2 separate regions of the Mus musculus genome follow, and region 1 is linked to region 2. Evidence: chromatin contacts called from public HiChIP or PLAC-seq data. All regions are on one chromosome and are shown on one strand. Each heading gives the region's core, a stretch centred on a gene start, on an enhancer-like site or on the middle of the called end of the contact. The rest is flanking DNA. Distances are from core to core; before and after follow the strand shown. Region 1 overlaps Gm41428 (a long non-coding RNA gene). Region 2 holds the start of Cldn5 (claudin 5).

Region 1 (7,205 bases), core at 1,394-3,893, 38 kb after region 2:
AGAAGTCACGCCTTCACTCTCCTGCCTAGTTATTGGCCATCAGCTCTTTATTAAGCCAACCAACAGGTGAGGGAGAAAGAGTGCTCACAAAATACGGAGGCAGGCAGGCAATGATGCCTAAGAATAACAATACCAAAACCCTGGTTAGTACTCAGCTCTCTGCCCAGTAGAGCAATCAACAACTGACAATTCAGAGACACCGTCACACAATGTACCCCAACAACCTGTACGTGGTCACATCTCCCACCTGACTCTCTCAACCTCTAACCTACTCGGTCTCCCTCAATTTGCCCTTTGGGGATTTTACTTCAGTGGACGATTGTTGATGCAGGGCTAGTATGCAGAGCCCTGGGACTGACTGACCCTCAGCACTACATAAACTGGACACTGTACACATCTTACACCCTGTCCTTGGGAAGTAGAGGTATGAAAGTCAAGAAGTTTAAAGTCATCCTTCTTTACTTGTTTAAGGGCAGCCTGGGCTACATGGGATATAGTCTCAAAAGGGGGCATAATTAACCAAGTGTGATGGAGCACACCTTTAATCCCAGCACTCAGGAGGCAGAGGCAGGTGGATTTCTGAGTTACAGGTCAGTCTGGTCTATAGAGTGAATTCTAGGATACCAGGGCTACACAGAAAAACCTTGTTTCAAAAATCAAGGAAGGGAGAGAGGGAGAAAGGGAGGGAGGAAAAAAGAGAGGGGGGAGACAGGGGAGGGGGAAGGGGAGGGGAGGGGGGAGGGGATGGGGGACAGGGAGAGGGGGAGAGGAAGAGGGAGGGGGAGGAGGAGAGGAAGGGGGAGGGGGAGGGGGAGGGGGAGAGGGAGAAAGTTAAGGAATGGCCCAGTAGATATAGTGCCTGCTACCCAAGCACAGGGAGAGCAGGGCATGATGGTGCACATCTGTAGCCCTGGGGATGGAAACATGGAAGACTCCAAGGTCAGTGAGAAACATTGTCTCAAAAAAATTAAGGTGGAGAGTCAAAGAAGAGGAAACCAATGTTGACCTCCAGCCTCTGTGTGCATACACACACACACACACACACACACACACACACACACACACACACACAAGGGCACGCTTGCATACAAACATATACATGCAGAAACATGTACACAAGCACACACATAAACATGCACAGGCACACGCAAAGGCCATTTTGATAGAATCCAACTACCTGGTTCCCTTCACAATGACAGCAAAAGCCAGGCAGCTGCTATTTGGCTCCATGGTTCACGTGTCTGTGTTTGTATCCTTCCTCACCTGGGCTTCTTTTAATGTAGGGACTGGAGAGGTGGGTGTTGTATTAATGACTATGAGGTCAGCATGCACATCCACAGCCACTTCCCCAAGGTGGCTTAGTCAGAGTTTGGGTGGGGTCCCTTGTATTCCTGCCTGGGTGGTGCCCAGGAGCTGGAATTTCCTAGGATTCAGTCTCCAAGCCAAGCATCTGGAGCAGGTCAGAAATCCTCCTGGACCCCGATGAGCCACAGTTAGCCTTCCATCTCTGAGGACTGAGCACAGTGCTTTGAGTGGATGGGAACTGCAGCATCTGTAGTAGTCAGGGCAGCACTCTGACATCTGGAGAGACCTCCAAGTAGCCTGGACCCACAAACAAACGATGTAAGAACGCTCAGCCTCTATCCCTCAAACTCCCTAGCCATGTCACAGCTTTGCTAGGGAAGCTGTGGGACACGAAGGTCACACAGCTGATGTCTGAGGTAAGCCATGACCCCTGTGGAGCACACCCCTCCTCTCCCCACATCTCCTGTGGCTCCCACTTCCTCACAGCAACAGTCAGTGATCCCAGTGTGGCTGTACCCTCTCTTTCCAGCTCCTCCCCACCATCACTGGCCATACCATGTAACCCCCCCCCCCGTTTCCCCCAGTAGAGCAGGCACACCCTACCTAGCCTGGGAAACTTTGAGCTGGTTGATCGTCTGGCATGGGTTTTTTGGCTTCATTCACTCTCCAAGTCTGCTGAGATACCACTTCCACAATGTCTGCCAAGGGAATAGACATCCAGGAAGCTTCCAGAGTGTGAGTGATTCTAGCAGGCATTTGGACAGTCAAGCCCCACCTCCCGTCCCTGTCCCCAAGAGAACTGTTATAGGCTCCGTTATGCCCAAACAGTTCAGACCCACTAGGGTTTGGGTGAAAGGGGGCCTGGGAACGGGCAAAGCGCTGGAGTCTTAACTCCCCTCACATGTATTCTGAAGCCAGCCTTGAGGCTGGATACCTACAGGGCCACCACCACCACCACCACCCCAGCCCCATCCCTGAACTGACAGAGGTCTCTCTAACCCTGAAGCATAGTTAGTACACAGTAAGTGGGCCCTGTGTGAGCGCAAACCCTACATTTCCTAAATACAGGTCATGCGCAACAAGCAGGCCCCATCCCCAGCCTGTGGTTTGCTTCCCTCCTGCTGCAGTCAGCCTTTCTCTTCCCGGGACAAGAGCTCTCATAGCTCCCGTGCAGCCGAAAGTAAAGCTGGAGAATAGAAAATAGTAGAAGATTCCAGAGATTAGCACAGGAAGAGTGGCAGAGGAGGCAGCCTGCTCTGCAGAGACACAGGAGGTAAGCCCTGTCTCACTTGGTGTTTGGTTTCAGACCCCAGAACAAGGGACTGAGATGCATATTTTACATATCAAAGCAGACCTGGCTTCCAGGTTCACCCAGCATCCCTCAGTCCCTTCCTGGCAGACTCTGTCCTCAACCCTGAACTTTCCAGCCCAGGGGCTGGGCTGCCCTTCCCCTAGAGGCTCTTCCCTATATAATCCAGATATTTTGGTCTGCTCTCTGTTGGCATTCCTTCTATGCTCCACCCAACAGTGACCTAGCAACAGCCAGGTAGGCCTGGCTTGCAATAAGAGGAACTGTTTGGCCTCTCTGACTCTCTGATTCCCTTCACTCTCTCTGACCCCTTTCTCCCTCTCTCCCTTTCCCCCTCCTCCCCCTTTCTCCATGTGCTCCTGGCCAGCCCCGTCTGTCTCTGTCTCTCTCTGTCTCTTTCTGTCTCTGTCTCTCTTTCTCTGTCTCTTTCTGTCTCTCTCTGTCTCTTTGTCTCTGTCTCTCCTTCTCTGTCCCCTCTCTTTCTCTGCCTCTACTCCCTTCTCAACTCCCCTTCCCATGCCCACAAATAAACTCTATTCTATACTAGACCTGTCTAGTATATGACTGGTACCTCGAGGAAGGAAGGAGGGATGCTTCAGTGTGGACCACTGAGTAAAGTACCCCCTCCCACTATACTATACCTCCCTTCTATAAAACATATCCTTGGATAACACATTGCTCTTCTTCTTCTTCTTCTTCTTCTTCTTCTTCTTCTTCTTCTTCTTCTTCTTCTTCTTCTTCTTCTTCTTCTTCTTCTCCTCCTCCTCCTCCTCCTCCTCCTCCTCCTCCTTCTCCTCCTCTTCCTCCTCCTCTCCTCCTCCTCCTCCTTCCCCTCCTCCTCCTCCTTCTCCTTCTCTCCTCCTCCTTCCCCTCCTCCTCCTCCTCCTTCTCCTCCTTCTCCTTTTCCTCCTCCTCTTCTTCCTCTTCCTCCTCCTCTTCCTCCTTCTTCTCCTTCTTCCTCTTCTTCTTCCTCTCCCTTTTCTTCTTTTTCCTTTTCCTCTTCTTCTCCTGTCTCTCTTACCCATGCCCTTTCTCTCTTTCTCTTCCTCCTACCCCCTTCTCTTCCCATGGTGACTTCCCTGGCCTCAGTCCTTGGAGCCAGTCAAATCACCCAAGAGCAGCTTCCCAATAAACATGCCTGTAATATAATCTAATCTGGTTTGAATAGGCTCATTTCACCAGCAGAGAAATAATTTTATCACTTGGGTTTTATTCAAGCCCTCCCCACCTCCCTCACCCACTACAGGAACAGAGAGAGGCAGACACTGTCACTGGCCTTTACAAGTCCTTTGCCAATCCCCCCCCCCCATCCTTTCCCTTATTTTTTGTTCTCTTGGAGCCATGCTACAGGTGGGCAGGCTCATCCCCAAGCCCTTGTGCATCTCTCTCTTAATCTGCTATCTCTTCTCCTGTAACTCTCCATGTGTCTCTGGAAGCCCCAGCAGCCACTCAGGTGGGTACAAGGGGATCCTGAGTCTGACTGGATGGGTCCAGTGTACCAGGTGGAAGGAGAGAACAAGCTCTGGCAAGTTGTCCTCTGACCTCCACATGTGTTGTGGCACACACAGAACCAAGAAATGTAAAATGCTTTTTAACAAGATTACCAGTGTTGGAAACAGACTCAGTATCTCAGTGTTGCACTTTAAAACATTTTTTTTTCTTAAAGACTTATCCATCTTATTTTATGTTGTATTTTGCCTGCATGTATGCATGCGCGTCATGTGTATGTATGGTGCCTGAGGAGGTCAGAATAGAACATCAGATCTGGAACTGGAGATGATTGTGGACTGCCAAGTGAGTGCTGGGTCCCAAACCCAGGTCCTCTGCAAGAGCAACAAGTGCTCTTAACCACTGAGCATCGCTGCAGCCTTCACCTTAGGTTTTGAGACAGAGTCACTGAGCTAGAACTAGCCTGCTAAAGTAGCTGGCCAGTGAGCTTCAGGGATCCTCCTGCCTCTGCCTCCTCAATGCCAGATTACAGGTTCTCAGTTACCTTTCCTTCTATGCTCCACGCAACGATTACCTAGCAACAGCCAGGTAGGTCTGGCTCGATATAAAAGGGAGTTTGTGCTTGTTCTCTCTCTCTTTCTCTTTCTCTCTCCCTCCCTCCCCCCTCCCTATTTTTTTCTGTCTCTGTTCCCTTCTCAACTCCTGTTCCTACGCCCTAAATAAGCTCTGTTCTGTACTATCCCCGTGTAGTATATGGCTGGTACCACAGGGGGTAGTGATGCTTCAGTGTGGGCCAGCGGGAGACATGAGGCACCCTTCACACCTCACCATATCGCACTCTACAAAACGTATTCTGATCTTTTTAATAAAACACAGCATTCAACACTGAATAAAATGGGTGCGGTAAAGAAACCAACGTAGCAGCTCTGTGGGTTAAAAGGAAAAAATTTACACCAAACAGCCAAGACTGTGTCTCAGGAAAGAGGCTGGAGGTTCCAGAGCATGGAAGTCCAGGGTTATTAGGGGACAGGTACCTGGGAGGAGGAGAACCCATAAACTGAGGTGGAAGACTTGAAGTGTGTAGCAGGTACTAGTGACTGGGGATTGAAGGGGCCTAGAAGTTAGCGTGGACCTTGATGTGCAATAGACACCACAGGCGATTGTTAATGGAAATGCACCCTTATGCCAGAGAGGAGGAGAAAGGTTCCTTTTAGCAGGTAGAAATTATTTTCTCAAGACCCTGAGGGGACGCTGGCTTTGCCAGACTTTGGGAAGAGAGATTTCTTGGGACCAGAGACAACTGCTAAACCAAATTTTTTGTTTGTTTGTTTTTACATTTACTTCATTTTTATGTGTTTGAATGTTTTGCTTGCATGTTTGTCTGTGCACCATGTACATGCGTGGTGCCCACCGAGGTCATAGGCACTGGATTCCCTGGTACTAGAGTGATGGGTGGTTTTAGGCCTCCATGTGAGTGCTGGGAGTTGAACACTGGTCCTCTGCAAGAACAAGTTCTTTTAACTATTGAGCATCTCTCTACTTCCAAGCCTGGTTTTTCTAGGTGGGTATGTGACAGCCACAGTTATGTTTAAGTTTTAATTACTGTGCCTAACATATCCATAAAACAACGTGCCTCTAGCCTATAAGCCATTTGCCCGAAGACAGATACTTCCCGAAACACTGGAGGTTGTTTATGGGAAATAAAGGCACGCTTATCTCCTCCCTAGATAAGTGTTTTTGACCCAACGGCTCCAGCTGTGCTCGATCACATCTGTAGGTAGGAAATATGTCACGATGTATGCTTGCCCCTGATTGGACCTGCTGGGAAATATATAGCCTTATAGGTTTGCTTTTATAAGCCTCATCAAAATGTGACTTGTCACTATTTTTCTGGGAACCAAGAAATAGACATGATCAGAGTCCATCATTCTAGCCAGTATTTAATTAAAGCTTGCTTCAAGTTTGGCTCAGAACTGTGGTAGTGGTCTTATTCCTGAACAGTGGGACCAACAGTAGCTAGGGATCAGAATTATACAGATCCTAGTGCAAGGGCTTTACTGAGACAAGCCCAGCCCTATCCCTTTTTTAATTAAAAATTTTATTTTATGTGTATGACTACTTTGCCTGCAAATAGGTAGATAGATAGATAGAAAAAAGATAGAAAGAAAGATAGATTGAAAGAAAGATAGATAGATGATTGATAGATAGAAAGATATATAGATGATAGGTAGATAGATAGACAGACAGACAGACAGACAGACAGATAGATAGAGTCTTTGAGGGCCAGAAGAGGCCACTGGATTCGCTGGAACTGGAGTTGTACATGGTTTCAAATTACCCTGAACCTTGGTCCTCTGAAAAAATAACAAAGCTCCTAACCACTGAGCAATCTCTCTGAGCCCCTAGCCATCCTTTTTAAAAACAAGTTTATCATGTGGGCACAGTGGTGCACACCTTCACTCCCAGCCCTTGGGAGGTGAAGACGGGCAGATCAGGAGTTACTTCAAGATTATTCTTGTCTACATTCTAAGCTTGAGACTACATGAGACCTCGTCTCAAAGTCGCCAAAACTAGGGCTGGAGAGAAGGCTCGGCACATAAGAGCACTTGTTGCTCTTGCAGAGGACCTGGGTTTGACTCCAGTACCCACGTGGTAACCCACAGCCATCTGAAACTGCAGTTCCAGGAGATCCTACGTCTCCTCTGTGGGTACTGAATGTACATGCTGCCCAGACATGCGTGTAAGAAAAACACCACACATGAGAAAATAAAATAAATAAACCTCAAAAATGTAAGAACTCGAGACTAAAATAAAACCAAGATAAAATAACAAGTTTATTATAGAAAAATACAAGTGTGGTCACAAGCAAAATGACCTTCAATTCTCTATGGCCCATGACCCAGCTTCAAAAGGTCCCAAATAATTTAACAGCATCTTGTTTTGTCTTGTCCCTCGTCTGATCCCTGGATTAATCAAAAGCAAACCCTGAGCGACAGTCTCTGCTATTAGTATTTCAGCTTCTGAAGGGTGAAGAGATTTCTTACAGGTGTGACAAGATGATCAGCCATCATGGGGTAGAGGCTTACGAGTGCTCCCCTACAAATGTGTGGCTCCACAGCCATGCAATGAAATATGCAGAAAA
Region 2 (7,344 bases), core at 2,025-4,524:
CTTCAAGTGTCTTGTCTCTGCAAGCAGAGGTCATAGTGCTTTGCAAATAAAGTATCAGGGGGAAGGCCTCAGACCAAGGAGGGCTAAAGGATGAGTAGGGTCTGAACAAAGCAGTGTCCCCAGGCTCTGTCAACATTGCTCACACCCCACTCAGAATATTTCACCTGTAGTGGATCTCTGGCCTCTTAACACCTTCAGGGAGGCAAAGGTCTTAGAATGGTGGAGCCAACTGTCATTGTCCCTGGAGCAAGTAAGTATAGAGAGGTTGGATGGTGAAGAAGGGCTGATTACCACCTGGGGACATAGGTACTAGAAAAGCAGACATGGTAAAAAGAGATACCCTTGTGGGCATCTGAGCTCCTAAGGAAGGCAGGGTGGCACACAGTCCTAGAAGGAGTTATTCACAAAGGTTTCTCTCTTTCCCCAGTTTAGTTTTGTTGTAGTGTTTTGTTCTTTGAGACACTTTCTCACTATGTAGCCTAAGCCATTTTAAGTACTGCTTCCTATTCCAAGTACTGGTGAATAGTGTTAAGTCAGTGGCGAGAAGCCCAGGCTGCCCTTCAGGAAATCGGGGGTACCGTAGGTGGGAGGTGGGTAGGATTGGCCCTCCTCCCTGGACCCCCTATAGTGCCACCAGCCAACTGCCTTCACATAGCCACCCTGGCCATTTGGAAGAACTCAGAGCAAGCAGCTGCCTTCCCATATTCTATACTGGGTAAAGACCCCTGTGGGAAGGGTACACCACCAGCCAAGTGTGCCAGCATAACCATACACTGGCCTGCTAGGGCACAGGGCCAGATCTAGGATCACATGTTCCCAAGCTTGGGACTGCTCTTGATCCTTCCTGCACATGCACCTGCTGGACTGAGTTCACCTGGATTCAGTGAGGTCTTCCACTGAGGCTGTCTCATTGGGGCCTGAGCAGCCATTAGAAAGTCAGCTTCCCTGTAAGTTCCACCCTTGCCTTCTTTGTCCCCAATTCCAGAATCTGCCCTGAATCTCTTACGCTCACATCCTTAGGTTTTAACCCCTTCCCCACCCTGAGGCACCTAGCCAGGCCTAAAAGACTGGGTACTGGATGTAGCCAGGGTTGGTAGCAGATGCCAAGCCTTCCTTCTGACTGGGCTTTGTATGCCTCTTTTTGCAGCCCCTTCCCGTATCCATTGTGCATTCCTGACTCTGGCCTTTTAGCCCAAAGAGAAACAATAAGCTTTCTTTGGCTGTTGGCTTTACTCGCTTTACCCTCCTGGGATCTTTTCCCAAGTCCTGGACCCTCTTTTCCCCCAGGATAGTAACACCCAAAATTCTCTGTCAACATAGGTGCATTATCAGCAGGATGGACACAAACCCTAGACCCTGTTTAGAGCCACACTAGCCAGAGGACTAGGACAAAGGGCTGCAATGGGCCCAGCTACCCTGGGCAAGTGCCTCTCCCATAGCAGCTGTTATGTACTGCAGTCAGCTGAAGACTGAACACATCACATCAGCCATGCACTGTGGCTCCCACACATGAGGGAAGTGCCTAGTCTAGCCGTGTGCCCTTGTCGGTGGCCACTTGATACTTGGAGCTGAGCAAGCACTGGGGGTAAAAGTGTTGGAGGTATTCCTGGGAGAAGCCAGCAACCTAGCTATCCACTCTCAGCATTTCCCATCACCCAAGTTGCCATTCCCATGATGCGAGTGAGACTCCAGCTGGATCCTCTCCTGGGCTCTGCCTCCCCTCCTGTATCCCAGCCTAACTCCAGCACTTGGCTGAGTTGAAAACTGGAGAAATCCCTGCAGGGAGTCTTTGAGGAGGGGTGGGTAGATGAATAGGGAGCTGGGCACAAGGAGTCTCTGGACAGAGGACAGGACACAGTTGAAAGTGTTCAAACCATTTACTGAGCAAATTCTTGCCCGGCCCACCCCCCAAGCCCCAAGCTTCCAGGAGGAAGGCAACCCCTCTAAGGCTCTGGTACCTACAGGGCCCCCACCTTGGGGGAGTGCTGGAGTGAGACCAGGTCCAGGCTAAGTCCTTTGGTTCAGTAGGTTCTTCTCCACTAACAAAGAAAATGCCCTTTTTAACACGTCCCTCTGGCAGCCCCGGGGTTTCTCCAGCTGCCCTTTCAGGTTAGCAGGTGCCACTGGACATTAAGGCAGCATCTAGTGCCCCCAGGATCTCAGTAGGAACTGTTCGCGGCAGTTTGGTGCCTACTTCACCGATGAAATCTGAGCGTTCCACCCACGTCGTGGCCAACTGCGCATAGAAGAAAAGGTCGGTCAAGTTCTTAAAAGTGCCTGTAGTCTGTTCTGAGCAGGGCCCGGCTAGTGATGGTCAACGGACTCTGAGAGCGGGCAAGTCTGGCCCGAACCCAGCATGACTTGCGCTGCGCAACCCAGCGGTGGTCGTCATCCACACACGGCTTCCCGCATCGGTCTTTCCCATCGCGGGCTTAGCTGCGGGAAGAGCCCCGCCATGCCTCCCGCCCTTAGACATAGTTCTTCTTGTCGTAATCGCCATTGGCCGTGGGCCGCCGCGGCGCAGAGTACTTGACCGGGAAGCTGAACTCAGGGCGCCCGGTGCAGACCCAGGCGCCGCAACACACGAGGCCGCCACCGCACATGAGCAGTGCGGAGGCCGCCCAGCCGATGTACAGCGCCGCGCCCAGCTCGTACTTCTGTGACACCGGCACCGTCGGATCATAGAACTCGCGGACAACGATGTTGGCGAACCAGCAGAGCGGCACGAGTGCCAGCAGCCCGCACACCGCGTAAAGCGCTCCTCCCGTGAGTGCTACCCGTGCCTTAACTGGGCCCGGGGCCACGCAGGTGGTGCACTGAGCGCCGGTCAAGGTAACAAAGAGTGCCACCAGCGCCAGCAGCACAGCGCCCACGGTGAGTGCCCGAGCTGCCTGCACCTCCGCACTCAGCGCCAGCACAGATTCATACACCTTGCACTGCATGTGCCCGGTACTCTGCACCACGCACGACATCCACAGCCCCTTCCAAGTCGTCTGCGCCGTCACGATGTTGTGGTCCAGGAAGGCAGTCACCTGCCACATGGGCAGCCCACACGCCAGGATCAAGCCCACCCATCCTACCAGACACAGCACCAGACCCAGAATTTCCAACGCTGCAGACCCCATGGCTAAAGACTGAATGCTCACCCGACGGCCCTTGGGGCCTCCGGGTGCTCTCTGCGCTGCTTAGGCTGGGAGCTGGGAATTGATTCTGGTGCCTCTGCTCTGGAGCCTCCAGTCCTGGAGCAGAAGAGGAGGTTTTAACTACACCAACTGGGTTCTGAAGTAACCTGTTGTCCTATTTGAAGTCTCGGGGGCGGACTCTGCCCCCAGGGCGCAGCCCCCCGAGTTAGCTCAACCAATCCATGAGCAGACCTTCGGCCCACAGCCAATCGCGGACCCCCTGACAGCTACAGTTACTGAAACCACGGGCGAGCAGGACTAGTCCTGCTCACCCGAACCGCACCCTGCAGAACCGCAGTCTGAGACCCTACCAGTTTCTGTCCTAGTAGGGGCTGATCTTGGCAGGTACACAGGAGATCTGTGCGCCCCTGTCTCCACTGTTAGCAGCATGACCCCTAACCTACACTCACCAGCTCCACCTGCTACATCCCGGATCATTCCAACTCCTCTCTGCAGACTGCTTGGCCTGGAGGTTCTCTGAGCCCCCGTGCACAGGTGAAACAAACCTCTACGCCCGCCGTTTTTCCCTTGGCACACCAAGCGGAGATGCTCGGCAAGCCTGTGTTGGGCTTGCCCTTAATTATAACCTCATTCATGATCCTACCCAACCACCGCCTACAGTTCTCACTCCTTCCCTGGAACCACTGGTCTGACACAAAGTGAACACTGCAAGGGCCTGTGCTCTCCTCTGGGATGCTGCGCAACCCCTGAGGGTTCTCCGACGTCCAGTCTTCTCCAGCAGATAGGCTGTGATCCTAACACAGCATACTGGAATCCTGGGACAGCAGAGACACGATGGGACATAGAAAGGCTATGCCTTGCCATCCTACAAATAGTTGTGGTGCTTTGCCACCCCAGCCCCCAGGCCACCCTCCGGAAGCCAACTTGGAGTTTCCTGGCCAGGAGGAAGAGCCCCCATCCTCGGTGGAGGAGGGAGCCGCGGGATTTCCGGGCATTCTTCTGCACAATGGCCCAGCCATTTCTTGAAAGGTCCACTGGGTTAGACACACTGGGTCCCTGAGGCTCAGGTGGGGGCACCAGGCCCCACAGCCCACAACCAAACTAGGGCGCCAGCCTCTTTCCAGTGAACACTCCTCCCTGCTCCCTTTGTTTCCAGCTAACCCTGGACTCCAGCTGGGCTTTGTTGTCTTCTGTTGTTGTTCTGTTTGGGGGTTTTGTTTTGTTGTTTCCTCTGCTCAAAAGAACTCAGGGCCTCTATAGGGAAAGGATGACATTGTTGAGGCCAGCCACAGATGTGGAGATTTTGGTAAATCTCTCCCTTTTATGGGTCCCTGCTTCCTTCTGGAGATGGCTCTGAGCTAGAGGTCTATGGGGCCAGGTCATTGCCTACTTCACCCTACAACAAACTGTTCTTAGAAGACGGCGGGAGAGCCTCACATACACACCCTTTCTTGTCCTCCCTGGTACCTCTTCCAGCTATCATATATTAACTGCTGCCTTCTATCTTCTAGAGACCCCTGCTTTTCTGCAGACCCTTCTCCCTGCTCAGTAGATGTAAACTCAAATCCTGCTCCCCCTGCTCCAGTCTGCAGAATTTTGTTTTGCCAGCCCCCTCCCTTCAAGCTCCCAGGCACCTTCCTGGAGCAACTACTGAACCCTCTTCAGATGACCCAACAAGGCTACTCCTGCAGGCCCTGGCCTGTAATCCTCTATGGCTCTCATTGCCCACTGGCAAAGAACTGGATCCTGGGAGCAGCCTAGACTAAGCTGGCTGTAAGTGACCAGGAAAATATTTACACACTTTATACTTCAACCAGATCCATCTTCCCTGGGCCTTGGAATGAGCCTTCCTGCTGTTCCTGTCTTGTCTTGCTGTTCTGCAGGACATGCTGATGCACACATCTGAGAATATCTCTCTACACGCAGGCCCCAGAAGGTCCAAGCCAGGATAGCTTTTGCCCGCTGGCTTTCCTACTAGTGTCCCGGGAATACGGGGATCTTCTGGGACACACATTTGTCCCAGACAAGAAGCAGCTTGCTGCTTTCAACTATTTGGGGCTACAAACAGCAGGACATGCTCCCTTCCTTCTGTCTGCCCTCCTACCCACCATTTCGGTACTGTCCCCAGCCTTGCACCCAGAATGGTCCGAGCAAGTTCACATACCTTTGGTAAATTCATAATTGCCAGTGGAACCTTAGATACCGTACTCTCCAGCATGCAGCGGGACCAGAACCACTCCAGAAATGGACAGCCAGGGCTGGCAATGCTTCCTCGATCCTCCTCAAAACTAAAGGTGGCCCAAGTGACCACCCCAGATCCTTCCTTGGGGATTTGTGTGTGTGTGTGTGTGTGTGTGTGTGTGTGTGTGTGTGTGTGTGCATTGGACACTGTCTCTCCCAGAGCACACAGCACAGGCCACTTAATAAACAAACTGCCAACAAAGTACCAGATAGGAAGGCAAAACCCAGCAGAGGGTTCTCTGAAAAGGTGGCAGCGCAGCAGGAGTCCAGGAAGAAGATCCCAAGGAGCAGTTGGAAATCTGAGTATAAGATGCTGGTGTACAGATGCACTTGGGCTAGGCAATGTAGCTCTGGGGTAGAGCACTGCTTAGCAAGTTCCATCACCAACACTACAAACTAAAACTAAGTAGATCACCCTAGAGGTGGGACACGGCTCACAGAGGATCTGACCTTGGAGCAGAAAGAGGTCAGCATAGCCAGAGTGCAGCAAAGGGCCAGGGCCAGGGAGTCTGGGGTGGTAGGGGGCTTGCCAGGCAGGCCACCTGCTCCTGCCCTGCTATTGTTCTGCTTTCCCAGGGGAAATGGCACAGGATCCTATTAATCCTGTGACAGAAAGGCCTGAGTCTGCAGAAAAGCAAAGTTTATCTCTAGCAGCTGCTGGCTGACCCTGCCCTGAGGGGATCCGTTGACCTTCCATGGCAATCTAAATTTAGGCTCCAGGTTCCTGGGGCTTGGATTTGAGGAGCTCTTAACAAACAGGCTTTATTTCAAAGGGAGTGAGGGAAGGAAACAAAAACAAAAACAAAAACCCCAGCCTTACTTCTATCTTTCAGTTTCTGGTCCAGGATGTCTTCCCCAAGTTCAGCAGACATTTACAGGTCAACAACATTCTTCTTGCCCAGAGCCATTTCTTGGTGGAAGACAAAAAGCCCAGGCTCTCACTGGCCCAACAGGAAGCATCTTAAGACCCCCCTCCTCATGTCACTGACTGAGGGGCTGGGAACCTAGGGTGATCTCCGTAGGAAGACAGTTGGCACCGGAGTTAGACTCCCCCTTCTTTTTGAACTAAGGACTTGGCTTCTCTGTGCTTCATTTTCTCTTTCACAGTGTAGCCCTGGCCACAGGATTACAACCTTGCAAGAGAGGCCACTTATAATCCAGAGACCTCTGGTACAATTCCTGGGAGCTAGAGAGGGGCTTGAAGTTACTCACTAGCTCAGTTGACCTTCACAGTTCATGGACCTCAGGCCCAAGCAGGTGCCATCTAGCCATCAATATCAGAGGCCACTGTGCTTCAGTGAGCAGGAGAGTTTTGAGAGGGTGGGGTCCTGTAGCCCCACCATCCCTTTTAGGCCCACAACAGTCCAGCCTGACCTCTCCAAAATATAGTCTCAGTATGTATCCCTGGCTTTCTAGTGCTTGATAAGTAAACCAGCCTGGCCTTGAGATCAACTTGCCTCTGCCTCCCAGATGCCAGGATTAAAGGTATATGCTACCACACCCGACTTGAGATATTTTCATCCACAGTTGAGTCTGTGGTTGTAGATTCAGCGGGCTGGCTATGTTCAGCCAGTTACTTAGCCATCTATCCCTCAAGACGTCATTTGTTTTTTTGTTTTGTTTTGTTTTGTTTTGTTTTGCTTTTTGGTTTTTTTTTGTTTGTTTGTTTTTTGTTTTTTGTTTTTTGTTTTTTTTTTTTTTTGAGACAGGGTTTCTCTGTATAGCCCTGGCTGTCCTGGAACTCACTCTGTAGACCAGGCTGGCCTTGAACTCAGAAATCCGCCTGTTTCTGCCTCCCAAGTGCTGGGATTAAAGGCATGCGCCACCACCGCCCGGCTTAATTCTTGGTATTTAAGAGGTTATGTTACTGATATTATCTGATGCCACCTTTCTATTGCCTATAATCAGCATTGTGTAACCCCAGTTTCAAAAGTTTATTAATTCACTGGGCATGGTGGTC

Evidence for each region. HiChIP or PLAC-seq counts read pairs in DNA pulled down with a chosen protein or histone mark.
Region 1: an H3K4me3 HiChIP or PLAC-seq map of embryonic stem cells shows a contact between it and region 2, with 6 times the contacts expected there. The contact joins the enhancer-like site here to the promoter of Cldn5 in region 2. A contact is called at or near these places in 2 of 15 datasets of contacts at CTCF or cohesin (CD8 T cells and the NIH/3T3 cell line), 12 of 484 Hi-C or Micro-C datasets (bone marrow-derived dendritic cells, cardiomyocytes, cerebral cortex and 6 more), 17 of 115 datasets of contacts at active chromatin or transcription factors (CD8 T cells, bone marrow-derived macrophages, cardiomyocytes and 10 more) and 2 of 9 other capture datasets (adipose tissue and liver).

What each region holds. Positions count from the first base shown.
Region 1 is chr16:18,733,994-18,741,198 of GRCm38.p6, reverse strand. It overlaps Gm41428 (a long non-coding RNA gene), which reads right to left. Exons shown (of 3, transcript XR_875943.2): 3 at 6,933-7,205. Among named protein-coding and RNA genes, the nearest start is that of Gm41428, 5.8 kb to the right of the region's middle. Within about 2 kb of position 2,643, at least 22 of the 459 cell types and tissues checked have an H3K27ac peak or open chromatin away from gene starts, as enhancers often do. A contact at or near this core is called in adipose tissue, embryonic stem cells and pancreatic cancer cells, where this site is marked.
Region 2 is chr16:18,772,777-18,780,120 of GRCm38.p6, reverse strand. It overlaps Cldn5 (claudin 5), which reads right to left and starts at 3,274. Exons shown (of 1, transcript NM_013805.4): 1 at 1,859-3,274. The coding sequence starts at 3,125. The coding sequence ends at 2,469.